2 separate regions of the Danio rerio genome follow, and region 2 is linked to region 1. Evidence: chromatin contacts called from public Micro-C data. All regions are on one chromosome and are shown on one strand. Each heading gives the region's core, a stretch centred on a gene start, on an enhancer-like site or on the middle of the called end of the contact. The rest is flanking DNA. Distances are from core to core; before and after follow the strand shown.

Evidence for each region. A called contact is a pair of places that touch in the nucleus more often than the background predicts.
Region 2: a Micro-C map of caudal fin shows a contact between it and region 1, with 6 times the contacts expected there. The contact joins the enhancer-like site here to the promoter of ptger2b in region 1. A contact is called at or near these places in 1 of 18 Hi-C or Micro-C datasets (caudal fin) and 1 of 4 datasets of contacts at active chromatin or transcription factors (caudal fin).

The regions. Positions count from the first base shown.
Region 1 is chr20:9,848,723-9,853,262 of GRCz12tu, forward strand. ptger2b (prostaglandin E receptor 2b (subtype EP2)) reads left to right here and starts at 2,324. Exons shown (of 2, transcript NM_001030250.1): 1 at 2,324-3,271. The coding sequence starts at 2,483.
Region 2 is chr20:9,902,793-9,907,332 of GRCz12tu, forward strand. No RefSeq gene overlaps it. Among named protein-coding and RNA genes, the nearest start is that of si:dkey-63j12.4, 18 kb to the right of the region's middle. Within about 2 kb of position 2,084, at least 6 of the 62 cell types and tissues checked have an H3K27ac peak or open chromatin away from gene starts, as enhancers often do. A contact at or near this core is called in caudal fin, where this site is marked.

The DNA of each region.
Region 1 (4,540 bases), core at 1,074-3,573:
CACAAGACGTGAGAAATGGTCATGCCCAACTGAGCCTGGTTTCTCTCTTGGTTTTTTATTCTTAACTTTCGCCAATTGGTGAAGTTTTTTCCTCGCTGCTCTTGCCACTGGCTTGCATGGTTAGGGACCTGTGCATCGATGGATCTGCTCTTCAGGGTTTAAACACTCAGCAGTGAATATTAAACCACACTGAACTGAACTAAACTGAACTGAACTTCAACACTGAAAACTGAACTGACACAGTTTTAATTTACTATAATCTTAAATATGAAGCTGCTTTGACACAATTTACATTGTAAAAGCGCTTTAGAAATAAAGATGAATTGAATTGAATGGACTCATGAAAAATAATTGTTTGCATTGGCTAAAACTGATTAGCTGAAGTCGAGGCGACAGCCAACAGAGGATTCTGCTTAGTTTTAAATAATGGGTTATTTTCCACTTATCCTGATGGCATAGCAGTCAAAATAAGACAAATAAGTTCATGTGAGGGACAAATTCTTGACCTTAGTCAGTGAGGGGTGGGTCTTCCGAACCCCCTGGCCACTGTTCCTACTGAAATTTTTGGGAAATGACATGTTTTAGCAACCATCATCTCTTTAGAAGCCCACCTGTCTCTTGAATCTTCTCCACTGGGAGGCGTCCTGACGCCATGCAGATGGTAAACAAAAATTTAAATAGACGAACTGGTTTTACAGTTTTTCTCACATGCTAAAACACATTTCACAAACGTTTTCTCCATGTTCCCCAATGTCTAAACACAACATCCTTTTCTAAAGCTACATAAACACAACCACAACTTCTCACTTCAAAACTCAATCTTTCAAACCAAAGGAGCAGCTAGAAGCTTTCAAAAATGTAAACACTATACAAATCATTACACACTACAGCAAAACAATTGAAAACACAATGCTCAATTTGGGAGAAGGTTCTTTGTTTCATAACTGTATATTGCAAATTCATATTTTTAGAAACCGATCTTTGCAGGGGAATAAACATTTAGATTTGTAAGTTTCATATTTAGAGTATACATCTATAGAAATCACTGCATGTACACTAATGTGAACATGCTCGGTGAACCTACACAGCTTTGGATGGACTCTTAGTTCTGCTTCAGCCATTGTCATGCCATGGACAATGACATGGTTAATGACTGTTGCTTTCATCTCATCTGTAATGATGGCGCAAGGTTGTCTTGCTCTCCCTCCTGGACCTTCTCCCTTCTTGGCCTCCTGCTCTTCCTCCTCTAATTTGAACTCCTCCTGCTTGTTGACCTGCTCCTTTTCTTTCATGGCCAGCTCTTCTCCCTCCTGACTCGAATTCCTCTTCCCCTGACTCTGCCTTCATCCACTGTGTTTGTTTGGAATCTTCAGCAAACTGTGCACTCTCACCTTGCTTTTATACGTGTGGTCACAGCATTTGCAACAAGTGTCTCCAATTTTGAGATGTTCTGTGTAATGAATGATGCCAGGTATGTTCATTGTGTTCTAATATTGCTGACTGTGTCAAGCATTTTGCATCACATGAGCTTTCATTTGATTATATGAGCAGAGTTCTTTTGCAACTTGTGTTTTAGCAAGGAAAAATGTGTTTAGATTTATGAGAACGGAGGATTGTGTTTTGTGAATGGTGTCTTCATGTGAAATGTGTTTATAATATTGCAAAATGATGGCTAGATTTGGTAAATGTGTTTAGACAACTGTGGTTTAGATAATTAGCTTTTGTGTTTTAGCATTTGAGAAAAACTGTAATAAACTTCATTTGGCTAAAATAATTCATGTATATACATACATTTTAAGTTCTGTTTATAAATGTTGGGTAAATGTATAGTTAAATATTAAAATTGTATATTTTCCATAATATATATTAGCAAAAAAAAAAAAAAAAAAACATTGTTGGTTCGCAGCTGGAAGGGCATCTGCTGTGTAAAACATATGCTGGATAAGTTGGCAGTTCATTCCACTGTGGCGACCCCTGACTAATAAAGAGACTAAGAAAAAAAGAAAAAAAAAAAAAAAAAAAAAAAAATATATATATATATATATATATATATATATATATATATATATATATATATATATATATATATATATATATATATATATTTGCAAAAACATTTTAATAATAAAAACATTTATTTCACTTTCATGTAGGCCTATTTTTTGGGCTAATTTTTCATTTAGCTTGATACCATACAAGCTGAGAACGCATTACTAAGACATTCAGTAAACCGTTTTAAATTAAGTGCTTGAGTTTTGAATCCATTTGACTCAAACTGCGTTAGTTGGAGTGAGTCATTAGCTGTTGACATCAGAGCGCGCTCGACTGAAACCCCACCTCACTTTCGTTTTAAAGTCATGGGCTGTGCGTAAAAGCTCGCCTTCACTATAAGTTTGGATCTTCTCTACCATGAAATTTCCCTCATATATATCTCTTCAACCAGCGCAGAATTAACCCAGGGTTGGACAATAAAGTAACTTTCATGGCGTCACAGAACGTCAGTTGCCGCGAGCAGATCAGCGTCTCTGGAGGATCTCCCACAATACCCGCGTTCATGTTTTCCACCGGTGTCCTTGGGAATGTGGTCGCCTTAATCCTCTTGGAAATGCGGCGGAGGAAACAACCGGCATCTCTATTCCACGTCCTGGTCTCATCTCTAGTCATCACGGATTTGCTGGGAACTTTCTCCCTCAGTCCTCTAGTTTTAACTGCGTACTTCAGGAACGCGTCTCTGCTCGGGATGAATGAAAATCGGCTGGCCTGCGGACATTTTGCATACGCGATGACATTTTTCAGCGTGGTGACCCTCGCCATTCTTCTGTCCATGGCCGTGGAGCGCTGGCTCTCCATTGGCCATCCTTTCTTTTACGAGAAGTACTCGAGTAAACGGTGCGGGTACATCACCATCGCGCTCATTTACCTGCTGTGCGCGCTCTTCTGCGTCACACCTTTCCTCGGGTTCGGGAAGTATGTCCAGTACTGTCCGGGAACGTGGTGCTTCATTGATATGGACCCGTCTGCGAGCGAACACAAGGCGTTTAATATCATCTACGCGTCTTGTTTGCTGCTCATGATAGTGTGTACTGTTTTGTGCAACGCGTCCGTCATTTATCACATTTCGCGCATGTATAGGAGGCTGAAGGCGCACCGGAGCTCAGTCCGGCGGCAGCGCGGACACAAGAGACACCGCTCCATGACCAAGGAGGTTGAACATCTGGTGCTGCTGTGGTTCATGACAATAGCATTCGTCTTTTGCTCTCTTCCTCTTGTGGTAAGACAGTTATAAGCAGAGTTGTCTCATGTCTCTTTCGAACTTTCACTTGACTTTTACATTCATGCTCTCTTTATAGATAGATAGATTGCTATTGTAGTATTGGTTGTAATGGAAGTTATATTTATTATTGGTTTTAAACATTAATGGCCCTTTGGGTCTCTATACTGACTTTTTTTTTGCGTTGTATTGGTAGTATGTTAAAAATTAATACATCCTAATGTATTATGTCTCCAAACCCATTATGGAAACCATTAAAGTGTAAAGTGTAACTGTAGTGGAAACCATATTAAGCTCTTTGATGATTTCTGTTTTCCTCTCAGCAGGGATAACGCTCTCCAAATTAAACACTTAGATTATTTAGCCCTTAATACTAAAAGTTTGTAGGTATGATTTATTTTTATATAATGTTTTTTTAATTGAATGTACAATTCAGTTTTTTTATTGAATGATAAGTTTACATTAAAATTAATTCTCTGTTCACTAAAGATAGTGCTACTTTATTTTCAGACTACAAATAGAGAAATAATACTGATAAAAAGTCAAGCTCACATTGGTCCACATGAGAGTAAATAAGATAAATAAGCATAGAAAGTAAATAAAAAAAAGTGATAAATATTTTGGTTAATACAATTAAAATAATATTTTAAATAAATGCACAATTTTATTGAGATAAACACACAGTATAAAAACTAACAAATGCAAACTGTATACAAATGAAATCATTTAAAAATAATTCATACAAAAAACCCTGAAAATTTGATTTAAAATCTGCAAAATGTGATTTAAATAAATACATTAAAATACAAACAAAATTACAAGAAAATAATACAAATTACATTAACATTAATTGCAAATTATAAATGCAGTATCATAAAGATAAAATACAATACAACTTAGAACTTCATATTTGATCAATAATATTTTAGACCTTTTCAATTTCTATAATTATTTTGCAGTACAATCTGGATCTTTATAGAAGCAATATACTGTGCCTCTTACATTTTAGGATCTGAATCTCTTGCATGACAGATCATAATGATTATCTAAAAGACTAAAAATCCTCAAGTATACAAGAACACAAGAGATCAGACTCTGTTAGCACCACAGTATGGGCTGGATTGGGACTCCTTTAAGGCTGATTTATACTTCTGCGTCAAACACCGGCGTATGCTACGGCGCTGACGCATAGCCCTTCGCCGTGGCCGTCACTGACGTGCACCTCTCAAAATATGTAACTACACGTCGCAACAACGCGTAGCGCAAGCT
Region 2 (4,540 bases), core at 834-3,333, 54 kb after region 1:
AAAAACACATAAAATGACCAAAATAAGGACCGTTAATGTCCTATTTGTAGTGCAAGTTATAAGGAACTCCAAAGTCCTTTCCTATTGTATAACTAATCACTTCACCAAAGACTTCTGCAATGTTTTCACTCAGCCCTGTTTCAAGACTCTCTACTGGATGGAGGTGGAAGAGTCAGTGATTGAACAATTTAAAGGTCATCTACATTACAAGTCTTTTTTTTTAAAGCACCAGAATATTTTTTTTTTTTTGTCAGTTGAATAAAAGACTATTTTCTACGGAGACCCGGAAGGGATGTAATGGTGGGGAAAAAATTGGTGGAAGAAAAAAAAGACTGGGTGGGAGAAAAAAAGCTGAGTGATAGGAAAACATATTACTAAGGTTTTTGCGTTCCCTTGCAAAGGTTTTGTGTTCTCTCGCAAAGATGTTTTGCGTTCCCTCACAAAGATTTTTTGCGTTATCTCGCATAACTGTTTCTCCAACACTCCCTGTTCATTTTATACATGTAAACCCTTACGTTTTTGCCGAAATTCACCAGCATTTTACCATTCTATCCCACTATCATCCTATCATTAAGTATTTCCCATATTTCTAATATATTTTTAATTTTGAAAGCCCGCTGAAATTAATATCAAAATGTCTGCATTCACTTTCTTTACATTAAAGCTGTGCGTCGACCGTCGCCTTTTATATTCTATCTCTGAACCAGTGCATTTACAAGCGCTGACTGACAGACACACTTTGTACTATAAACTGATCCCAGATCAGCTTCTGTACACGCCATTTAAAGAGGAGCAAAAGTGCAGGACACTTTTGTATTCGGGTATGTTTAAACAGACAGACAAATACACTGAATAATTTGTAGACACGTCCGTCCAACATGTTTTATTTTAAACAGCTAATTTTCTCTTAAAGGAGCACAAACAGTTTCTAAAGTAATGGAATGCTTTATAGATCTGTGCATTTCTTTAGAGATACCTCTGTTATCAAACAAAACAAAACTTGAGATTCATTTGCTGCTCACTTGTTTGATAACAGAGGTGTCACTTTAAATGGCTTATACAAAAGCTGATCTGGGATTAGTTTATTGTACGGAGCGCGTCTGTCAATCAGCGCTTATATTTGCATACACTGGTTCAGAGGTTGCAAATGAAAGGCGAAGATCGACGCACAGCTTTAATGTAAAGAAAGTGGGATAGAATGGTAAAATACGAAGTAATAGTAAAATCTTTGCGAGGGAATACAAAATATCTTTGCAAGAGAACACAAAAAAATCTTCGCGAGAGAACGCAAAATCTTTGCGGGGGAACGCAAAAACCTTGGTAATATGTTTTCCTATCACTCCGTTTTTTTTTTTCTCCCACCCAGTTTTTTTTTTTCTTCCACCTCAATTTTTTCCCCACCATCACGTCCCTTCCGGGTCTCCGTAATTTTCCATTTACATATTTCATCATAAAAGATTTCTTAAAAATCAAGTAAAACTCTTGTCTCATTCTGATGAACCCAGTCTCACCTCATGGATTAAGCGTCTTTTTTACACTTCTTGTAAAACGAATTTTCTCCCATGTCAGGTCAGGGTACACTATTAGAGTCAATGTATTGAAAGCAATGTATCGTCTATACAAACACTCTGACAGGGAAGACAACAGTGAACAAAGTCATTTGAACCTTTTTTTGTTGGTGTACAAAATTGTTCTTGAAGCTTCATATGATTATTGTTGAACCACTTGAAGTTTTTATTTATTTATTTTTTTTTTATTTAGACTGAGCATCAGAGAGCTCTCAGATTTCATTTAAAATTTACATTCTGAAGTTGATTGTCTCAGGATTTTAATAACTGATACCGTTGACTCAATAAATGTGCTGTTTCATTCACCCATCTCATCATTCACAGCTAAATGTTATACAAAAAATAAATAAATGTGTCCATTCTCTTGAAGCAAGCTCTTATCTTTAAAATGACCAGATGTCTCGTCTCTGTGTCAGCTCTATAAGATTCCCAGGCTCCTTTGCATGAGCAAGATAATTAATAACAATGAGGTCATACGTCTCTTAGCAATTAGTCCTTGTAACCAACTAAACAATCCACTAGGAAGCATATAAAGTTGCATACTTTAACTGATTACAAATCAGTAGGAGAGAGGATGTGAAACCGTGTCAGGACTTGTTGTGTTGAACTGAATTCAAGTGTTTCCCACTGTCTTTATTTCCTGGATCTGACGAGGACAGAAGAATGCTGTCAGACTTCCTGTTAAACTAAGAAGACTTCAAAAACTTTAATGCTGCTGATAATGTTTAATCTGATATCAATGAAAATGACACATTAAACCGAACTGCTGAGAGAGCAAAAGTTCGAGAGGTGGAGATTTACTGATATTTTCTCTTCAAACAAGCTGAAGATTAAATGAAAGACTGTAAGTCTCCTTCTTGGCCGTGGTCTTATTCTTGCAAATAAATAATGCCGCTGTAATTGTTTTTTTCATTTATGTTAGCCCACTGAATTTACACACCAAATCCCCAGAATGGGATTTCAGATCTCTCTGGAACCACGGAGCTTTAGTCAGACACAATCACAGATGGATCTAAGAACTTTTCTTCTTATTAAAAAAATAGGAAGGAATACAAACACTTTGCCTGGCTGAAATGTGAATAACTACAGGGAGTTTTTTTTTTAATGGTTTTTCTTTACATTCTTTACATTGATTTCATTACATTCAGTATAAACAGTGATTAATAAAGGACAACACATTTTCCCAAGTGCCGTTTATATGAAGGACATACTAGATGCAATTTTAAAGAGCCCCTATTAGGGGTTTTTGAAAATGAGCTTCCATGCAGTGTGTAACACAGCTCTAAGTGAATGAAAACATCCAGCTGAGGTTTAAATCTAAGAGTGCAGCATGTTTAAAACTATTGATTCTTTAGTTGACTTAGAATCAAATAAACTAACTGACTTGGGTTCGGATCTTTTATTTGATCGCATCAATGTCAATACATCACCAAATATGTACTTTGAGTTCCAGTAAAACATGCACGCGCTTTTTCTCCACACACTAGCAGAGGCGCGGGGAATCACGAGACTGATCTCGTGAAACATGCGTTTCTAAACTGCCGATTTTTTATCTTTCTCTTGCTGAATGCAGTCGACCAATCGCAATAGACTGGGTCATCGGTCCAATCAGCACAGAATAGCTTCGCGCTAAGAAGGGGTTTGGGAACAAATGAATCACTGAACGATTCATATGGGATTCGCTGGGATATTTACATAAAAATAAATGCATATTATAAAACAATGAAGGTGTTTTTTGAACTTGCAAGCATATCAGCATGTTGTTGGAGACCCCCAAAACCAAAATATGACATTTTTAATGCAAAATAGGGGCTCTTTAAGCAATAATGGCAAGCCACTTTAACATTTATGCCCAATCCCAATTCTACCCCTCAGCCCTTATTCTTAATAATGTCCCAATTCTCTTTAGCTTGAAGGCGTAGGGCTAGTGGGAAGGACTAGATACCCTCGAAATGGAGATTTTTTAGGACCATACTCGAAACCTAAGGGTTTGCTTACTGGCAAATGATTTTGCTTTTTTTTTTTTTTTTTTTAGGGGTTTTCATCTTTATTATGATAGGTCAGAGATTTCAGCCAGGAAAGCATTGGGAGCAGAGAAAGGGGAAGGATTGGCAAAGGATCTCAAGCCAGGAATCGAACTTGGGCCAACATTAACACGTCTGTGCTATATGTTCCTGGACATAGCAATTCCTGGAGAGCCACCTTCCTACAGATTTCAGTTGCTTCCCATATCAAACACACCTGAACCAATAAATTAGGACCTAAACACCACGTGATAATTACAGGCAGGTGTGTTTGATATGGGTTGCAACTGAAATCTGCAGGAAGGTGGCTCTTCAGGAACAGGGTTGGCCACCCCTGCAATAGGCTATTGACACCAATGATTTTGCTTGTTTAAAAAAAAAAAAAAAAAAAAACACAAAATGTTGACACATTATTTCTCAAAAAAAGACAATATTTTTGTTGCTTGTCTAGAAAATATTTCCTGATTTAAGAATTGTTTGATCTTTGGACTAGAAACAAGACTATCTGAACAAAAAAAGTTTTTATTTTACAGTGTGGGAGTATAGGAAATTGTTCTAAACTGTATGAATGAATCATACAAATGAATAGAGCTACAAATTAGTTAGTTTAGTTTGTTAGTTAGACATTTTTTTTAAACACAATGTTACCCAAAGTGCTAAACACAATCAATATTAAATAAGTTAAAACCTATCCCATACATAACAATTAAAACATAAGGCAAACCCCTCAACATTAAAAAGTCTCAAATGGGAAAGAACAAAGATGGAGTTTCAGACGCTGTTTAAAAACAGGTAGAGTTGGAGCGTGTCTGATGTGGGATGGAAGCCCATTCCAGAGTTTTGGGGCGATGACAGCAAAAGCCCAATCCCCACTTTGCTTACACCGGGACCTAGGTACCAAAAGAATAAACTGATCAGAAGACCTTAGTGACCACCCAGAATTATATT